Regions from separate parts of the Hordeum vulgare genome. Here region 2 is linked to region 1. The links are chromatin contacts, called in public Hi-C maps. All regions are on one chromosome and are shown on one strand. The core of a region is the stretch at or near the end of the contact, and the rest is flanking DNA. Distances in the headings are between cores, read along the strand shown.

Region 1 (2,700 bases), core at 179-2,678:
GAAATTAATTCAAGATTGTTTAACTTTAAACTTTGCTAATGTTCCCAAACCACTCTTCAAATTAAGAACTTAAATAATCTTCCAATAATATGTTTTCTTTTATTTTTTACACCTTCCCAAAATGCCCCTGCATTTTGTTTTTCATCCCTTGTTTTTCTAAAGAAGGTAAAGGGCATTTTGACCTTTCGAGAAAGCGAGCCCAATGCCACCAACCCACCTAACCCTCTCCTATCCTTCTCTCACCGTCGAGCCTGCATACCCTACCAGTCACTCGCACCACATGTGCTGCGTGGCCCCACCTGTTTGTGAGTGCGGGTGTCGCTCACACCCACTTTCTTCTTCCTCTCATCGTAAATTAGGGAGCGCGGGGACCGCAAACACCCGACGTCGTGCTCGCCCATGCTGCCACCCTGACATCTTTATCTTGATCCAGCCCTTGCGAGCCACTCATTCCCCGCTCCCCTCTTTCCCCTGGGCCAAGAAAGAAGACCCGAGAAGCCCCATCCACCTACCCCAACGGAGCCCGAGAGCGCGTCCATGGCATCGCCGTGAATAACATCGTCTCCGAGCTCCACAAACGTGTCCAAAAGTGCCGTCGTGTCCGACTACGTCCCCGACGTCAACTACATCGAGCCAGGACGCCTAGACCACACCACCTTCCTCCTCTTCGGCCCCACGACGTTTCCTTCGACTCCGGCCACGTCTCGGTAAGCGGAGCACACTGTCGTGCCCCAAGTAATCATCCGCTTCTTCCCAGTCCCCACACCTTTTTCCCATCGACCAAAATGAAAAGAGTTTTGAATAGGCTCATTTTGTGCTAAACTTTCAAAAAGAGTTAAAATATGTCATTTTGGCCTTAATAGTGTACTGATTAGATGATGATATGTGCTTACTACTCCATCCGTTTCAAAATATAAGACCTTTTAGAGATTTTACTAGGAGACTACATACAGAGCAAAATGAATGAATCTATATTTTAAAATATGTTTATATACATTTGAATGTACTCCCTCCGTTCCTAAATACAAGGTGTATTAGTTTAAAAAAAAGTCAAACCTTGTCTATGTTTGACCAACTTTATAGCAAAATATATAACAATTTCCAATGCTAGATATATAGAATATGAAAATATATTTCATAATGAATCTAGTGATAATTATTTGGTATTCTACCTTGATATTTTTGTCTATAAACCTGGTTAAAGTTAGAGAAGTTTGACTTTAAAAATAATAATACACCTTATATTTAGAAACGAAGGGAGTAGTTTATAATATAATTTTTAAAATGTCTTATATTTAAAAAGAGGCGGAGGTAAAAGAAATGTCCCCCTCCCCCCTCTTTCTCTCCATCTCTGTCCTGTAGATCGGTCAAAAGTGAGCGCAGGCAGTATTTTTCATGTGGACAGGTCACAAGCGGAGGGGCAAAGTGCAAAAGCTTTCTATTTCCGGACAGACACCCCTTCTTCGTCGCCCACCGAGCACCCGCCTCGTCTCCCTGGAAACCAAAATCAAGAAGAGGAAGCCAGGAGCCCAAGAAGGCAAGAACCACACACCCTCCCTGACGCCTCCGCTTCCGCCTCCTTCCCACGGGCGCACCTGAGCTCTAGCCCTAGCATTTCCGCCTCCCCCCCTCTCCCCCTTGTTTCTCTTTCTGCAGGTATGTAGTATGCCCGAACCTGAAATTCTTCCCTCCCTTCTATTTTTCTTCTATTTTTTTTTCCAGATTGTTCGTGCGTCTTGTGCGCGGTTTCTTGGCCCGGTCAATCTTTCTTCCCGGTCATTCAACGGCGATTTAGTAAGAACCACGAATCAACAACTTTCTGTTGAGCGCTGATATCACTTGAATAGGGAATTTCTGTCGCCCGCTAGCAGTTTTCTTGAGCTTCTTCGTGCCAATCGCAGAAAGGGGGCGAAAGCTTATCCTTTTTATTTGCAAAAGTAAAGAGAAGTTGCAAGATACTGTATTGACCCCATTTTTGCAGGAAATGGAGGTGGTGGATTTGGTATCATCCGACTCCGAGGGCGAGGCGTGCGCGCACTCGCCTGATCGGAAGCGCCCTGCCCGGGAGCCGGCGGATCCATCCCGCGGCCCCGGGAGTCTTCCTGTGCAGACAAGCAGAATGGCCTGGCCGCCGCAGCACCCATGTCAGGCGGTGAGGAAAGATAAGGAGAAGGCGGGCGAGGGGGAGAGCGCGTGGGCAGCAGGGCCTCCTTCGCTCAGGGGAGGATCGCATGGTTCTGGTGCTGGTATCTTGGGAGCTCGGCCTGTGGGGTGGGATTCATGGAGTGCAGCGGCACACAAATCTAGAGATGAAAGAGACGAAACGGCCGGGCGTTGTTGGGGACCTTGGGGTGATGAGATTTGCAGATCAGTGTCTATGCCCAAAGAAGAACCAGACAACAGGGATGGTGCTGCGATGCCTGGACAAAGCTCTATGGCCATTCCTGAGCTGCTCATGGAAGACAGTAGCGCATGGCTGTCGAGGATCAAGGGGCTCCATTTCCCACTTCCTGACGCCAGCCAGTTGAAGGCCAGGCAAATTGAGTCGGATGAGATGCTCGCTCTTAAGCTTCAAGAGCAGTTAAACCAGGAACACCCAGGCTCGCAATCTTCCCAGCAGGTTGTTTCTGTTGGTTACTTCTCAATCTTGCTGTGCCCTTTTCAATGAAAACTCCATTTCTTACTTGTTTTCTTCTACCA
Region 2 (2,834 bases), core at 10-2,509, 390 kb before region 1:
CCCCTAGACAAATCTATCATTGTAACCTAAAATTTGACTTTAAGAGGCCAAATTCCTTACCTAAGGTCTTACATCAGAGGTAAGCAGGGTTGCTGAGGAACGGCAGTGCAGCGAGAGACATAAGCATCTCCGAGGTACCATTCTTGGCGTGCTTTACCCTCGAAAGTTGAAGCTGCATGTCCACGAAAGCCTGCATCCGCTTGAGCTCCAGATCCTTGAGGAACTTGATCCGCTGCTTCTCCATCTCCTCGGCATGTCTCTGCTTGGCAGCCTCCATGCGCTCATACATATCAGCGAATGTCTCCATTGCCATCGCTAGCTCCCCAAAACCTCCAGCCCCGCCCCTCTTCCTTTTGTTGCTGCCGCCACCTCCAAGAGCAGGAGGACCGTTACCACCAGAGTGAGACGACACTGAGCGCGAGGCCGATTGCTGCGAGCCCTCGTCGTCGTCATAGTTAATGTTGTTGTTGTAGCCATCTTCCGAGTCGGAATCCGCGGCGGCCGCAGCGGCGGCGGCCTTATGGAAGAGGTCAGCGGCCGGGAGGTTGGACCCGCGGCGGTAGTTGGGCAAGGGGAGCGCCATCGGCGGTGCTGGCGAGGGCGGCGACGGGGAGCGAGAGGGCGACATGCGCCTCCTCAGCATGGGAAGCGCGCGGGGCGGGGAGGGCTTCTTGGCGGCGGCGGCGGCGGAGAGGGTCGGGCCGACGAGGACGTCGAGCTGGCGGAAGAAGGGCCAGGGCGATGGCCCGCCCCGCGCCCGCTCGGCCTTGTACTTCTTCTTGAGGGTATCGACACGGTTCTTGCACTGGATGTCGGTGCGCGGGGGCCGGCGGCGCGCGGAGGCCCCCGGGCGCGTGTTGACGGCGTCGGCGACCTCCCGCCACTGCGGCTGGCGAAGGCTGCCGCGGTTGAGGTCGATGTACCGCGACCCCCAGGCGTCGACGAGGGCGGCCGTCTCGCCCTCGCTCCAGCAGTCCTCCCGGTACGGGAGGTTGGGGTTGGGCGGCGGCAGCTTCCCGTCCATGGCTCCCGCCCAGATCTCTCTCTCTCAGGAAACCCTAGAAGTCTGGACAAATTTCCCCTTACGGTGGCTGGAGATGGATGGATGCGAGTCGGGGGCCGCTGGCGACGAGGGGGGAGGGGAATAAAAGAGGGGAGCGGAGGGGCGGCGAGGTGGGGAGCGGCGGCCCGTGGGCCGTGACCGTGAGGGAGGCGGACGCGGTGGGCACGTGGATGGGAGGGGAGCGGGCGGAGGCATTGGGGAACGGCCGCCGTTGGATGGGTGGGGGCGGGTTTGACTGACCGGCCGTCGGGGGTGGAGCCGAATTAAAATCGGAACGGAAGGCACGGTTGGCCGGCGCAGCACGTCGCGGTGCGGGACGCAGGACGCGGATGCCGTGCCCAAGGGGGGCTCCATACGTACGGGACGCCTCGGCTGGCCGACGTTCGGTCGGCGTGCGCTGCGTCTCTTTGGTTTTCGGGCGCCGAAAAGGAGAGAGAAACAGTCCGAGCGAGCGAGCGACGGAGGCGGGGTGGCGACGGGGTTCGAAGACTTCGGGGATGGATGGTCATCGATGGATGCGTCGAGGTGGGACCGCCGTGTTTTGGGTGGAACGATTTCGTTTTTGTTGTAAAACTAGTTTTAAGGTCCTGTTTGAAACCACTCAGATTATATAATCCAGTTTTTTATAATCTATTATGTCTTTAATTCAAAAGGTTGAACTAGCAAAAGGGCCCGTGCGTTGTAACAGGAGAAAAAATACCACATGTTTTTAATCTTTTTATAATCATTTTGATTTATTAAAATAATAAGCTAACTAACTAATGTAGTCAGTTCTATCCTATTTTGTTGAGAAATCAACCCGTCCATTGTTAATTCCACCATGATGAGAAATTGAACGGAACAATCAAAGCAAAACAAAGAGTCTACGTGAATTGATCAATGGACTGTTATCTTATTTCACTCATGGGGTAGAGAATATGGGATCAGATGATAAACTGAAGATGGTGTTCCATTCTCTCTCTCTATAACAATGCAATCTTACATTCAATACATTCATTCATCAGCAAACAAATTCCCATAAAACAAAATCTCTTGCCGGTGCTTGGCACACGGTTGGAGGCATGGGGAGGGAATCTCACCACATGATGAGTTCCTGCCGGAGGAGAGGATACAATGAGGGGAGCAAGGGTTAGGCGCCTCTATCTGGTCATAAGGAGTCGCCGTTGCCGCGCCATAACCTCGGAGTTCCCCGTGTGAGCCATGGAGGCCTGCCTCCACCTGCAAGTACTTCGCTCTGCTGCGCCTTATCCGCGCACCGCCGCCGTTCTGCATTGAGCAGACGCATCATCCCAAGTTGTTGTAGTTGTCGCGTTGATTTGATCCAGAAGATGTGCTCGAGCACCGAAATGGGGGCAGCAAGCGGGCAGAGGTACGACCGCGAAGGCGGGTGGTTGAGATCGACAGCAGTGGTGATATCTCAACCATTATAACGGCTTGTTCATTACTCCGAATGTCATTCGGAAATAACTAACTTCGCACACCAAATATTCTAACGCTGGTATACCACTTTGTTTCATCGCAAAAAAAGGTATACCACTTTGTTTCGCATTGCTCACATTCTTTCTCCGCATTTGATCTCAAACTTGACATCACAACCTTAATGACCCATAGTTGGTCACTTACAATTTTGCCGTGACCAAAAACAAAAAGGGATAAATGTGATGTGGCCAAGCAGTCCGAGTGAGACAAGGGTTAACAAGCATAACAAAAAAGATTGCTCGGCTGCTGGTTGTGTGGTCAAACCATTCGCTCCCGCTCCATCTTCAGCTAG

The links. A called contact is a pair of places that touch in the nucleus more often than the background predicts.
Region 2: a Hi-C map of leaf shows a contact between it and region 1, with 4 times the contacts expected there. The contact joins the promoter of LOC123444084 here to the promoter of LOC123444080 in region 1. A contact is called at or near these places in 4 of 6 Hi-C or Micro-C datasets (leaf and seedling) and 1 of 1 datasets of contacts at active chromatin or transcription factors (embryo).

What each region holds. Positions count from the first base shown.
Region 1 is chr3H:425,225,257-425,227,956 of MorexV3_pseudomolecules_assembly, reverse strand. LOC123444080 reads left to right here and starts at 1,428. Exons shown (of 9, transcript XM_045120692.1): 1 at 1,428-1,794; 2 at 1,982-2,620. The coding sequence starts at 1,666.
Region 2 is chr3H:425,614,625-425,617,458 of MorexV3_pseudomolecules_assembly, reverse strand. It overlaps LOC123444084 (trihelix transcription factor ASIL2-like), which reads right to left and starts at 1,259. Exons shown (of 2, transcript XM_045120696.1): 1 at 73-1,259. The coding sequence starts at 1,024. The coding sequence ends at 74.